2 separate regions of the Mus musculus genome follow, and region 2 is linked to region 1. The links are chromatin contacts, called in public Hi-C maps. All regions are on one chromosome and are shown on one strand. The core of a region is the stretch at or near the end of the contact, and the rest is flanking DNA. Distances in the headings are between cores, read along the strand shown.

Region 1 (7,476 bases), core at 3,383-5,882:
ATTTAGCTATGTCAGTGGCTACCTCTGTGGAGGAATTGGGACATCAGTTGGCTCATTGAAGAAGCTTTGGGACTGGAGCCTAAGGGACCAAATATGCAGCCTTCTTTCCAGTGTGTGTCATGTTTGATGACACAAGTAGACCTAATTTTCTTCTCCTATGCCCTCTCCAGGCAACTTGGGAGTGCAGGCTGAGTCACCGAGATGTTCTGCACCCCTCCCCAACCTTCCGAGAGAACTTGTGCACAATGGTATTTAGAGAGAGGCTAAGAACTAGCCCAAGAAACACGGCGATGTTCTGAATCACAGCCACGATCATTTATAAAAGTTATACTTGGGAGGTTAGAGGAGCTATTTTAAAACGCAAGTCAGTGGGAGAAACAGACATTTTCAAACAGCCAGCTAGAGTACTTTTCATGTTCTCATAATATCAATAAAGTGGGAGGTCATTAGCTGAGTTTTGTTCCAGGAGGGAGGGCACAAACACCTCCAAGGTACTAGAAATAAAAGACTTACAGAGAAAAAAAAAAGGTAACTTTCTGCTGGGAACAGCTATCTTGTGGGAGGTCGCTGCGACCAAGAAGGACAGCAGAGTACTGTTCTGTGCGAGGCAAGGAGGTCATCCGGTTCACGTGACTCAGTAGCTGGTACCGGTTCCAACATTGAAACTATGACCCCAGACAGTTTGCTTTGGGCATATTTAACCCCAGCGCAATTTGGAGAAAAAAGAGTTTCTGATGATAATTAGCTCAATCCTGTGTGTACCAGAAAGCTTAAGTTATAGTTACATTGAAACTCTTTGCAAAGTACATGTGACCTCTTCCATAAAGATGGGTTCAATAGATAGACTACATGGGACATCTTAAGGGTCACAGTCATCTATTGAATTGAACACAGGGTCCCCAATGGAGGAGCTAGAGAAAGTACCCAAGGAGCTGAAGGGGTCTGCAACCCTGTAGGAGGAACAACAATATGAACTAACCAGTACCCCCAGAGCTTGTGTCTCTAGCTGCATATGTAGCAGAAGATGGCCTAGTTGGTCATCATTAGGAGGAGAGGCCCTTGGTCTTGCAAAGATTATATGCCCCACCCAGTACAGGGGAATGCCAGGGCCAGGAAACGGGAGTGGGTGTGTTGGGAAGCAGGGGGGGTGGTAACTGGGAACTTTCGGGATAACATTTGAAATGTAAATAAAGAAACTATCTAATAAAAAAAATTTTTTTTAAAGAGAGAGAGAGAGAAGAGAATGGGGAAAGGAAGGACAGATTTTTTTTTAAAAAGCTTCATGCAATAGCCAACTTTATTCAGAGCATCAATTTATATTCTGAGGGTTAAGCAAGGTGATATGAGCAAAGGTCACATGAGTTTGGGCTGTATAGTCACAAAGACAATCCTTGCTTGCAAACGTCATTCTGAACACTAATGGGTAAAATGCTGGCTCATCTAAAGCACAACCCTCTCCTATGATTACACCTGGGAGACGCATGAAAGCAGGTTCCAAGAACAGCCCATGTGATGGAGGGACACAAGTCACAGCCTCTGTCTTGATTACTCAGGGTTTTCTCACAAGCTCTCAGAAATCTCCTCTCAGAGCTTCACTTATGAGTCATTTTTTTCTACAATAAATGAGCCACATTTTGTCATAACTTTCATAAGAATATTTTAGAGGATGAGGTTTCCTGTGGTCACAAGATTATACTCTGCTTATGAATATGATAGAGAGAAAAATAGGAGAGGGGGGGTCGGTCAGTAAAATGCTTGCTGTACAAGGAGGAGCTGAGTTTGATGCCCAGGACTATAAAGAGCCAGTGTAGCAAGGGGTGATGACACAGGCCTTCAATCCCAGTGCTGGAGAGCCAGAGACAGGCAGATCTCTGTGAGTTCAAGGCCATCCTGGTCTACAAACCAAGTCCAGGAAAGCCAGGGCTCTGTTACACAGAGACACCTGTCTCAAAAACAAACAAACAAACAGAACAAAGCCAAAACAAAACAAAGTGTGGTGACACTTGCCTGTAATCTCAGTGTTGGAGACGAAGAAACAAGAGAGGGTTCCTAAGGTCTGCTGGCCAGTCAGTCTAAACAAATTGGTGACCTCCAGGTTCACTGAGAGAGCCTGTCTAAAAAATTTAAAAATTAAAAAATTTTTAAAAATTTAAAATACATATATGTACAGAATGATTGGGAAAGATGCTCTGACAGTGACTTCTGACCTGCACACACATGTGCATGCACACACGGAAGCAGAAAGGGAGGGAGGGAAGTCTCTCCCAGACACCTATGACTTCCTTCAGGCTGGAAACCGCTGGGCGAATACTTTCTCAAAGCTCTTTCCTGTGCTGCCTGACCAATGAAGACACTCACTGTGTAAATGACAAAATCTACAAATAAGAGAAAATGGGAGAGTGTTTAATTTTTCTTCTCATCACTAGAAAACCTAAAATCGACATCTTCCACACTCTCTTCAAGAATTTGCTGTTTCCCTCTAGTTAATTATTAAACCAGATGACGCAAACACTGTAGAAAACACACAGACCACTTGAAGAAATGACTTCCCTTCTATGGCTTCGTTGGGGATATGACTGTTCATTTGTCTTTCACTTTTAATTAAGTCAGGTGATTTCAAGTCAAGAAACTGATCTGTGTCCTTGGCTCCAACCACAGTATGAACCATATAGAAATGAAAAGCCAAGGGCTCTCAGCCAAGGGCCCTGGCTGCCCTGCAGAGGACACTGGTCCAATTCCCAGCACCCACATAGTAGCTCACCACCATCTACAACACTGGTTCCAGGGACTCTCACACCCTCTTCTGTCCTCTTAGGTCACCAGGCACACATGTGGTGCACAGGCATACACGACAGCAAAACGTCCACGCATATAAAAAATATAATTTTTAAAAGATTAAGAAATGAAGAAACGGACGATGTTGCTGAGGAGCCTGAATACCTATTGTGTCTAAGGCCTGGAACATCTCTCTCCAACATCCCTCAACTACTCAGTTCAGGTAGCATCTTCAACAACTGTAAACATTTCGGGCAACTACTTTGAATTATTTATCTTGTTTGTCTCAGTTTGCACACTGTCTGGCAGGCTAGAGTATTCATAAATATTTCTTGAATTATGGCATTCGGATACATTTGCTCCAGCCCAGTGGACTTGTAAGTGTGCATTCTGTTGCAACTTACATAATGCCAGTACCAACTCAACTGTTATTCATTCAATACTTGCCCTGTGCCTGCCATTGTACTGAGCCTTTTAGACGTATTTCACTTTATCCCCACAAGGGTAATCAAAAAACAACAACAAAAACAACTCATTCCTGTTCTTTTTTTTTATGTTAACATATGAAGAGGCTGAGACTCTGATAATGTGCAGAGAGATACAGATAGCCCTATAATAGAGATAGAGGCACCATTGGGATTTCTACACGGGGTGTGGCAGCTCCCTCTGCCCTGTATTATACAGTCACTATCATTCCCACAAGCTGTGCATTGGAATTTTTAGTGCACATTATTTTCACCCCAGCTTCTTTATTAACTGTTAACAGAATCTAGGATGGGCTCTCAGAGAGTTTCAAGGGTCTCAACTCCTTCATCTGTGGAAAGGGAGTTTAATGAAAAACCTATCATGATTTGCTTAACCCCTCTGGGACTTAGTCTACTAATGTTCAGAACAAGCAGGTTTGGACCCGGTAATTCCCCGTTACATATGGATCTATACATGAACCCAAAAGCCTCCAGAGGAAGTCCTTTCTAAAATGTAGTAATAAGTTTGAACGTCATCCTTAGCCTACCAAGAAGATCTGTAGCTCAGTTGAAGGTCACAGACAGGAATGAATTAAGATCTAAGATTTAAGCCAATTTCAAATAAGTCTGTAGTCTAGCTGTGAAAGCATTAAGTTCTGAGTAGACAGAATAGACGGTGGCTCTTACTCCCAAGCTTTCACCACTGAAGATACACTGTTTCTGATGCATTTTCTACTCTGGCAGTGATGAGAGGAAGAAGAAAGGACCATGAGGCTGGCACTGAGGTGGATCTGAAATGGGGGAGGGGGACTAGAGAGAGGAGTGAACCAGCAATGAATGGTTCACAGAGTCCGTCGTGCTGTAAGATAATGACTCGGCTCTGTCCCCCAACAACTGTCCAGATGCAACCATTCTGTCTACCACTCTTCCTCTTTCCAGACTGAACGACGACAGTCTTTGACCTGTCACCTTCATTCTGCTTAGTGTGAGAACCAGAGTTTAAGTTTTTCTCTTTAACAATTTTCTTTCCAGCGAGATCAGATAGTTAAGTTCCAGATTCTATAACACCCAGGGCTCGTGCCTACCGTCTTGCTGTGTATCTACCGTTGATGGCCCATAAGCCAATGAAATCTCCAAAATCAAACCTGCCTGGTGGGATGAACAGACCTGAGGATGGAATTGAAACCAGTGTCTTAACACCTGACATTATCCTATTAACCTTAACTGAAATGATTGTTCACAGAATTTTTTGACTCTCATTTTGAAATCGAGAAATGGTTTGGAGAAGTACTTCTGTCTTGGACTCCACCTCCACAGCAGTATGTTCTACAGAAAAGAAACCGGAGGAGTTGAAAGACTCTGTGAACTTGTCAAAGGCAAGACTAAAGAGCAGCATCCACCAGAAAGGGATGAGAGGAACAAAATAAAGGCAGAATCTCCAGTTGCTGCCCCTTCCCCCAGAGAGAAGACTGTTGGACACTGTGGCATCTCAGACTACTTGGCATGAAGACACAGCTCTGAGGTAAGACCCCTGGGCCCAGCAGGATTCTCAGCTTCCTAAAGATCAGCTAGTCTGAGGCTCCTGAGGCTTTCCTCCAGACGCAGCTCAGTGTCTCTGGAAGCTCTGGAGGCTCTAGAAGCTGCTCCAGCCAAAGCTACCAATGCATCAAGAGAAGAAGATCTGAGAGTGTAGCTAGAGAAGATAGACTCTCAGAGGTTCCGTACAAGTGCTTCCGGAAAGAGAGAAATAGAGTCTGTAGCTTTAAAAGGGTTAAATGAGGATTTGATTGGTTTTACTCTAACAAGTTGAGCAAAATGGCACGTTTAAATAACAAATATTAGGCCTGTGGTGGTGGCATGCACCTTTAATCCCAGTACCTGAAAGGCAGAAGCAAGCAGACCTCTGAGTTTGAGGCCAGACTACAAAGTAAATTCCAGGACAGCCAGGGCTACAGAGAGAAATGTTATCTCAAAAAAACTAAAAAACAAAACAAAACAAATAAACAAACAAACAAAAAAACCTAAAAACTGTCATCAGCCATTTTAGGCACTAAGTTCACTGCCCCATTCAGTCTTCATAAAAACTCTAAGGGGTTAAAGAGGTCACAGAGCTAGTAGAGTAGACTCAAAATTATACTCCAGTGCTTCAAGCCATCTTAAAAGGTGTTCAAGAATGAAGAACTTCTCTTAACTTCTGCATCACACAGTGGGTCTTTATCCACACATATTCATCACATACACACAATACTAATACACGTTGTTGTTTTTTTTAAGTTTTTCAAGACAAGGTTTTTCTGTGTATTCATGGCTATTCTGGAACTCACTCTGTTCCAGTCTGGCCTCAAAACTCAGAGATCTACCTGTCTCTGTCTCCCAAGTGCTGGGGTTAAAGGCATGTGCCACCATGCCTGGTAGTAGTATACCTTTCATGCTAAAAATCATGACGAATTTTCATAGTATATTCAATACATTAATGCTTCCAAGAACCTTATGTAAAATGCAAAGCCACCAATTCTAATTACAGAACAAAGTTTTTATTCTGTTTAAGTTTATATTAACTTCAGACACTAGAGTTCAGCCTCACAAGTCAACAAATAAAGCATCCAGAAACTCAGCTTTCTATATGCATATACACTGAGAGATATCAAACACACACAACACAGACACACCAACACCACACATGTACCACTTGCACATATGGACACACAAGAACAGATATACACTTAAGCAATGCATAATATACATACACACACATACACACACACTTCACAAATACACTACAGATGACATACACAGACTTACATGGGCACACACAGAACTTTAGATATATAATCTATGGATAAAAATACACCCCACAGTGAAATGCTTACTATATATGCACCTGCATACACACAAATGCACCACAGATGCACAGACTACAGGTATTATACACACACTGAGAGAGAGAGAGACAGAGAGAGAGACAGAGAGAGAGACTGAGAGAGAGACTGAGAGAGACAGAGACAGAGAAACAGAGAGAGACAGAGGGAGAGAGGGAGAGACTGAGAGAGAGACAGACACAGAGAGAGAGAGACAGAGAGAGAGAGAGAGAGAGAGAGAGAGAGAGAGAGAGAGAGAGAGAGACTGAGAAAGTCTCCAGGGATTCGTTTCTCCTATCCACTCAAGCCCCAGTATCTACACACTTCCTGCCAACCTGTTCTTTACATTTCAGTTGCCACCAGTCTTTTCTCCCCATCTCCCCTCAAGTAGGGAACCCAAGCTCTTTTCCTTTGTTGCCCAGTGGAGTCACCAACCCATGCTAATTGTAGGTTAACAGGACAGAGTATTCTACACACACAGGCACAGCAAGTGGGCTGTAAATAAGTGTTAGAAAAGCCCTTGCTGACATCCTCAGAGCTCTCTGCCTCCACCCTTTCTTCTCTACTGGACATCTGCAAGGCTCCTGGCTTTTCCTGTGTCTATCACCCTCCCTCTTCCTACCTCTTAAGGTCCCAGGACCTTCGCACAACCTCTTCATGAGTGCTGCTTTTACACTCACCGTTGCTTATACATAGCATCACTGTTCATTCTTCCTAATACAGACCACTAAAGTATTTTTCTACAAAAGAGAATCATTTTCTGCTTTGCAGAACCTTACAAGTTTTATTTGTGCTTTGTGTTTTGGTTTTGCTTTGGTTTTGGTTTTGGGGGCCTTAGGGGGATTGTGGATATTTTATTTGTTTGTTTGGGGTTAGTTGGTTGGTTGTTTTGTTTTGTTGGTTTTTGGAATCTCTCTACATGCCCTGGCTGTCTTGGAACTTATTATCTAGGCCATGCCAGCCTTGAACTCACAAAGATCCACCTGCCTCTGCCTCCCAGGTGCTGGAATTAAAGTCATGTACCACAGAGCCTGTCTAGAAGGCTCATTTAACTTTAAGAAACTGTAGGTTTCATTTCATTTTTCTTTTCAGTGTGTGGGTGTTCATATTTGGAGGTCAAAGGAAAGCCCTCTGGTGACATCTTCAGGACGACAGTCTGCCTCCTTTGAGATGATGCCTTTCTCTGGCCTGAAGTTCATGTATTAGTCTAGACTGGCTGACCATCAAGCTCCAGGAATCTGCATCTGCCTCTGCCTCTGCCTCTGCCTCTGCCTCTGCCTCTGCCTCTGCCTCTGCCTCTGCCTCTGCCTCTGCCTCTGCCTCTGCCTCTGCCTCTGCCTCTGCCTACCTCTACCTCTGCACTTGGAATACAGTATCTG
Region 2 (6,873 bases), core at 3,976-6,475, 92 kb before region 1:
GCCACTATTTTAAGCCAAAGAAAGTAAGGGAATTAGGCCCGGAGAGATGGCTCAGCGACTAAGAGCACTGACTGCTCTTCCAGAGGTCCTGAGTTCCATTCCCAGCCATCACATGGTGGCTCACAACCAACTGTAATGGGATCCGATGCCCTCTTCTGGTGTGTGTGAAGAGAACTATAGTGTACTCATATACATAAAACAAATAAATCTTTAAAAAAAAGGAAAAGAAAGTAAGGGAATTAATAATAATAATAATAATAATAAGGAATACAACTGTTTAAAATCCATTAGGATATTTTAAAACCCATGTCAATTTTTTTTACATCATTAACAACTTGGTCGAATCTTAGACCTATGTTCCTCTACCACATCCTCAAAATATACAAACTGCTAAAAAGATCATTTTCTCAACTCTATTTTTCCTTCTAAGTAGTCTTACATGCTGCCTGTACTTTGATGATATGCAAGTTTAAATCCATAGCCCCAACTTCCCCTCTGAACTCTGGACTTCCTTAATACTCTCAAGTGTCTTCTAAGCATTTGGAACTTAATGTATGTAAAAGAGAAGTGACTTTAACTATCTATCTCTACTTCACAGGTTGTTTCCATCTCAGAAAGACGACTAGCATTCACACAGTTGCTAAAAGTAAAAACACAGTCCTACAAATTAAATTCAATATAAATGAAACCATACTGCAGAGAGAAATAAACCAGGCACAAAAGGCAATTCTATGATTCCACTTGTATGAGGTGAGGTATATAGAGTCATCAAATTTACAGAGAAAGAAAGTAGATGGGCCATTACCAGGAGATGAGAGGGTTATTGTTAATGAATACTGAGTTTCAGTTTGGGAATATACTAAAGTCTGGGGGGAAAGACATGGGTGATGATTACATAACAATGTAAATGTAGCTGACACCAATGAACTGTACATTTCAAAAGGTAAATTTGTGTTATCTGTATGTTACTATACTAAAGGAAAGAGATGTTATCAGATACCCATGCTACCTTTCCTTCACCATCCTCAACCTACTAGCAGGAAGTCCTTCCTTCACGGCACTTATAGAAACTACCAACTTACCCACATCACAGTCCAAGCGTCTTCCTATCTTCAGCCCAGGTTACTGCATCAGCACTAGCTGGCCTTCCTGGTTTCCTTAAGTCTATTCTATACAGTATAGTTGGATCCGTTAAAGCAAGAATAAATCATGTCAAAACTCTAGTTAAAATACCGCTCTATCATACTCATGGAGAGAGCAAAATTAAAATTTCCCCTATGGATTCCATTGCATTGTAAAACATGCAACCATCTACCTTCCCTCGGGTTCATTCTAGTCATGACATTCCTCCTATTGCTCAAATATTCCAAGAGAAAGGATGTTTGCTCTTCTTGTAGTTCCATATCTCAATTCAGTCATTTCTCTGCTCAAATTCCGTCTTTAGAAGTCCCACTTCAGAAAACCCACTGAGAAGAGTGTCTCCCAGGACTTGCTGGTCCTTACACCGCTTTACTGTCTCATAACTCTCATCGCTACTAAAAAGACTCCAGAGAATCAAATAACCCTATTAAAAAATGGGGTACAAAGCTAAACAAAGATTTCTCAATGAGGAAACTTGAATGGCCAAGAAGCACCTAAAGAAATGTTCAACATCCTTAGTCGTCAGAGGAATGCAAATCAAGACAATCCTGAGATTCCACCTCACATCAGTCAGAATGGCTAAGATCAAAAACTCAGGTGTCAGCAGATTCTGGCAAGGATGTGGAGAAAGAGGAACATTCCTCCATTGTTGGTAGGAATGCAAGCTGGTACAACCACTCTGGAAATCAGTCTGGAAGTTCCTCAGAAAATTGAACATAGTATTACCTGAGGACCCAGTTATAACACTCCTGAGCCTATACCCAGAAGATGTTTCAATGTATAACAAGGACACATGTTCCACTGTGTTCATAGCAGCCTTATTTATAATAGCCAGAAGCTGGAAAGAACCCAGATGTCCTTCAACAGAGGAATGGATACAGAAAATGTGATACATTTACACAGTAGAGTACTACTCAGCTATTAAAAACAATGACTTGATGAAATTCCTAGGCAAGTGGATAGAACTAGAAAATATCATCCTGAGTGAAGTAACCCAATCACAAAAGAACACACAAAGTATGCACTCACTGATAAGTGGATATTAGCCCAAAAGCTCAGAATACCCAAGGTCCAGTTCACAGACCACATAAGAAGGAAGACCAAAGTGTGGGTGCTTCAGTGCTTCTCAGAAGGGTGAACAAAATACTCATAGGAGCAAATACGGAGACAAAGTGTGGAGCAGAGACTGAAGGAAAGGCCATTCAGAGACTGCCTGACCTGGGGATCCATCCCATATACAGTCACCAAACCCAGACACTATTGTGGATGCCAAGAAGTTCATGCTGACAGGAGTCTGGTATAGATGTCTTCTGAGAGGCTCTGCCAGAGCCTGACAAATACAGAGGCAGATGCTCGAAGTCAACCACTGGATTGAGCATGGGGTCCCCAATGCAGGAGTTAGGGAAAGGAGTAAAGGAGCTGAAGGGGTTTGCAACCCATAGGAAGAACAATATCAACCAACCAGACCCCCCGGAGCTCCCAGGGACTAAATTACCAACCAAAGAAAACACATGGAGGGACACGTGGCTCTAGCTGCATATGTAGCAGAGGATGGCCTTGTTGGACATCAATGGGAGGAGAGGCCCTTGGCCCTGTGAAGGCTTGATGCCCCAGTGTAGGGGAATTCAAGGGTGGGGAGGTGGGAGTGGGTGGGTGGGTGGGTGAGCCCCCCACATAGAAGCAGGGGGAGGGAGGATGGGATAGAGAGTTCCCGAGGGTTGGGAGGAAACCAGGAAAGAGGTAACATTTGAAATGTAAATAAAGAAAAAGTGTCCATTTATTTTGCCTCTCCCAGTTCACTGTAAGATCCTTGACGACAGAAACTTTGACTTATACTACAGATGCAGATTCCAGGGAAGTGCTTAGCACATGGCTAAGTACCTAGTAGTTTCTGGAATGAACAGATGAACGCAGTTACTGTCATCTGTAGATGAACTACTTTTGATTTCCTTGATTTTTCATGTCAAAACATGGACTTTTTTGAACATGAAAGAAAGCATGTTATTTGAAAAAGCAAGATGAAACCTCAGTCATCCAAATGTCAATAATGAACAGACTACAACACTAAGCAAAACTTTCATCATGTTACCCCCCCTCTGGACTCACAAGACACCTCTTCTATAATCACAGCCTCAACGTTTGAACCTGCCTCAGTGAACCGCTTCTTCCCACCAGCACCAGTAACTCCCAGACTGTTTCTGCTCAGACTCCTCCTCTGCTCACCAGTTCCTCACTTGGGAAATGAGAGGAAAGGTCAAAGTTCAGAGACCCAAAGATAACCACCAGATAGCCTCTTCTACTTTAGCTACAAAGAGGTCTTTTCAAAAGAGGTATTACTAGACATCTATAAAATCTTAATACTTAAACAATCTAATTACTGAGATGCTTTTTGCTTTATTATCTCTAACATGATCATTTAAACCACCTTTTATTGACAGTGATTTGTTAAATTAACAGCCATGCTTTAATTTCTATGACAAGTCCTCTATCACTAGGCAGGTAAGTGAAATTAAGCATGTTATTCTTCTGCATATATAAGCACAGAGCACAACAGATAAAAATCACAAATTAAAAGAATGATGCTCATATACGACAAAAATTTTCACTCCTATCTCTTGACCCAAATAGTCTTCAGCTGCATAGAATGTCTGAAATAGCCTGTTTGAAGCATGATACAGAGAGCTTATTCTCAATTAACTATGCTGCCTTTTCATCATTTTTAAAGAAAATGCACATTTGTAGAACAGGATTAGACACAGTCATTTTTTTTAAGCCACCCCAAAGAACCCACAGGACAAGACTAGCACTTCGATCAGTTTCCATGGTGACTAGCAAAAAACCATCACACTGCAGATAATATTCCAGTACAAGTTTGAGGCCAAAGCTGCTCCAAGGCTTGGAGAAGTCTTATGCTTTCTGTTTGGTTGACAGGAAAAATCAAAACAGAGAGCAACCTGTTCCCATGGAGGGGTCCAAGCAACCTTCTGAGACTACCTGAGGAGGAAGTGAATTCAGGGAGGAACTGAATTCAAAAAGGTTTCATTGTTTAAGAGTCACAGGCAGCAACCCAGCTAGTCCCTGCTTTTAGCAATCCCTAGCTTCTTATCTGCCCCATGATTACATGGAATCTCCTTTCAGAGCCCAGTGGACTGGCGATCCCAGTTCGCTTTCCTGCTGTGGCAGACCATGCACGCCTCCTGCTCTCTAACTAGCTTTACAAAAGTACAAAGGAAGCTTATGGGAGACAAGGGAAAGACTTTCTCAAGACGCTTCTTTAAGAACTATTAAAGACAGCAATCCATGCCTCCTTTTTTTTGTAAAATTGGTTGATGTGGTTAATTTGGCAAAGCCTATGAGAGATGGAAAAGGAAGCAAGACATGGTGAGAGTTTCAAGCTCCTAATTTATATCTGATGATGCCAACAACAAATAAAGGCTCTCTAAAACTGCTTCCCCTTCATCTGAGTGCTCTGACCCACTTGTGTGCAGCAGTGCTGACCCCAGCCTTTCACGCACTGCATCTGCCAAAAGGGAACGAACGCATGTCCTGACCACAGGAAACAGGCTGGAACAAAAGCTATCATGTCCACAGCCAACATTAAAGCTTTAAAATGCCACAACCTAAAACAGTACCATTCTGAATTCAGATTTATTTTCCCAGCCTTTAATCTTATCAAAGCTTGTTTTCTATGTTCTTAGCCACTCCACTGTGTTTTCTAGCATATAACATTTTCATACACAAGTTTTGAGAATGTGCTGCATATGTTTTAACTGAAAATTAAAAGTGCCGAAACACAAATGCTTCTCTAAATATAATTCTTCTAAGGCAAAAATGATCGTTGGCAATTTGTGGGCACTTGAGAAAGCACTGGAACTCACTCAAAACTTTGGAAATTTCCACCACACCTAATCTATTTTCAATCAGTTAGCAAGAGTTTACCAGGTATGTAGCAATGGGCCAGGCAGCAGTGGCAACTCATTTAAGATGCAGCCCTGACACCAGGGTCACCTAATGGCAGATGAACATATGAAGGGACAAAAAGGAAGTGATGTGATCTGAAACCACTAATGAGGCTTCACAGAGGAAGTGACATAGGACATCTAGTCAGTACAAGGAGTGCAGTGAGTACAGAATGGAGAACTGGGTAGAAGCAGCCCTAGGGCCTGAGCTGCACAACTTGGACAGAGACCTGCATGCAATGAGAACATTTCTACAAACAGTGTGAGAAATCACTATTTAATTCAACAGGAAGGAGCTTAGAGTGAGCAACATAAAAGACCGAGGTTGGTTTTTTGGTTTGTGGTGGTACTGTCATTGTTGTTGTTGTTCCCTGCCTCTACCTTCTAAAGTGTATGAGTTATAAGTGTGTGCCACTGCACCTGCCAAAATTATAAAGTTTTACCTATATTCATAATAGAGAAATGAGCTATTTCTCCAATGACAGTTGGTGACTGTCAGGTGAGAATGGAGTAGGAGAGCTAAGATGACAGGTCGGGACAATGTGAAGGCTGCAAGGGTTTTGCTGTTCCCTGAATTAGATGTGAGTTCTATGTCCCCTCCCATTAAACCTGAGAAAGCACATGTCAATTTCAACTAGGCTGACTAACCAGGTTGGGTCACAAAAGGCCATACAGCTTCCTTCTTAATGACCAGGACACCAACTTGAGCAACACTTAGTCACCAGCAAAGAAGTTCCACTACACTGAGGCTGCCAAGCTCTGGGCAAGACTAGGCAATAAGTAGTAACCATGCTAACATACTCCATTCAACAACCCTGGCCAGTCCACCCTTGTTACCACAGCCACTACCAAGCACATGTGTAAAGAACTTGATATATCCATTTGGGCCTTCACCGTTGAAGCTGCAGCACTGTAGAAGGAACAAGCCATTCCTAATGCTCTATCCAAATCCCTATCCCATAGAAACTGCGAGCATACTAAAAAGGATGGAGCTTTACCTAATAAGTTTAGGGTGCGCATCACTAACTCAAACAGGTGGTGGCAAGATGTAGCTAATTTCTAAAGAATACATGGACAGAAGATTTTAGAGATCAGGATGCTGGCTCCATTTACATCACTGAAATTTGACCTATCTGTTGGCAATCAGAGGAGGAGGAGGAAGAGGAAGAGGAGAAGGAGGAGAAACCTACATTAAAAAATTCAGTTTTTTTAAAAAAAATAGATGTTGACTGAAGAAGCGGTATTTCTAAAACAAGGAGACCATGTGGGAAACAAACAAACAAAAAATGTATAGGGGTGAAGTAATATGAGCGAGGGTAAACAGAAAGGGTCAGGATAAGCAAGGAAAATATAACATTAACCAAAATGTCCAACAATGGGGATATGGAACCTGAAGAGTCCACCTCCAGTAATTAGGGGCCCCAATTGGAGGGATGGGGACATTAACCCACCTACAAAACTTTCGACCCAAAATTGCTCCTCTCTAAAAGAAATGCAGGGACAAAAATGGAGCAGTCTAAAGGAATGTGCAACAAGTGACCAGCCCAACTTGGGGTCCATCCCATGGGTGGGCACCAATCCTTGACACTATTACTGATGCCATGTTGTGCTTGCAGACAGGAGTTTGGCATGGCTGTCCTCAGAGAAACTCTACCAGCAGCTGACTGAGACAGATGCAGACACAGTCAAGCATTGAATAGAGGTCAGGAACCCCTATGGAAGACGGAGGGGAAGGAGCTGAAGGAACTGAAGGGGATGGCAACCCCACAGGAAG

The links. Hi-C and Micro-C count contacts between places; a contact is called where the count stands out from the background.
Region 2: a Hi-C map of conventional type 1 dendritic cells shows a contact between it and region 1, with 2.4 times the contacts expected there. The contact joins the enhancer-like site here to the promoter of Gpr33 in region 1. A contact is called at or near these places in 3 of 39 promoter capture datasets (the 3T3-L1 cell line and embryonic stem cells), 3 of 484 Hi-C or Micro-C datasets (brain, conventional type 1 dendritic cells and macrophages) and 1 of 9 other capture datasets (pancreatic islet).

The regions. Positions count from the first base shown.
Region 1 is chr12:52,025,219-52,032,694 of GRCm38.p6, reverse strand. It overlaps Gpr33 (G protein-coupled receptor 33), which reads left to right and starts at 4,632. Exons shown (of 2, transcript NM_008159.2): 1 at 4,632-4,761.
Region 2 is chr12:52,118,808-52,125,680 of GRCm38.p6, reverse strand. All of the region lies in intron 3 of Nubpl (nucleotide binding protein-like), which reads right to left. Among named protein-coding and RNA genes, the nearest start is that of Nubpl, 24 kb to the right of the region's middle. Within about 2 kb of position 5,225, at least 23 of the 459 cell types and tissues checked have an H3K27ac peak or open chromatin away from gene starts, as enhancers often do. A contact at or near this core is called in conventional type 1 dendritic cells, where this site is marked.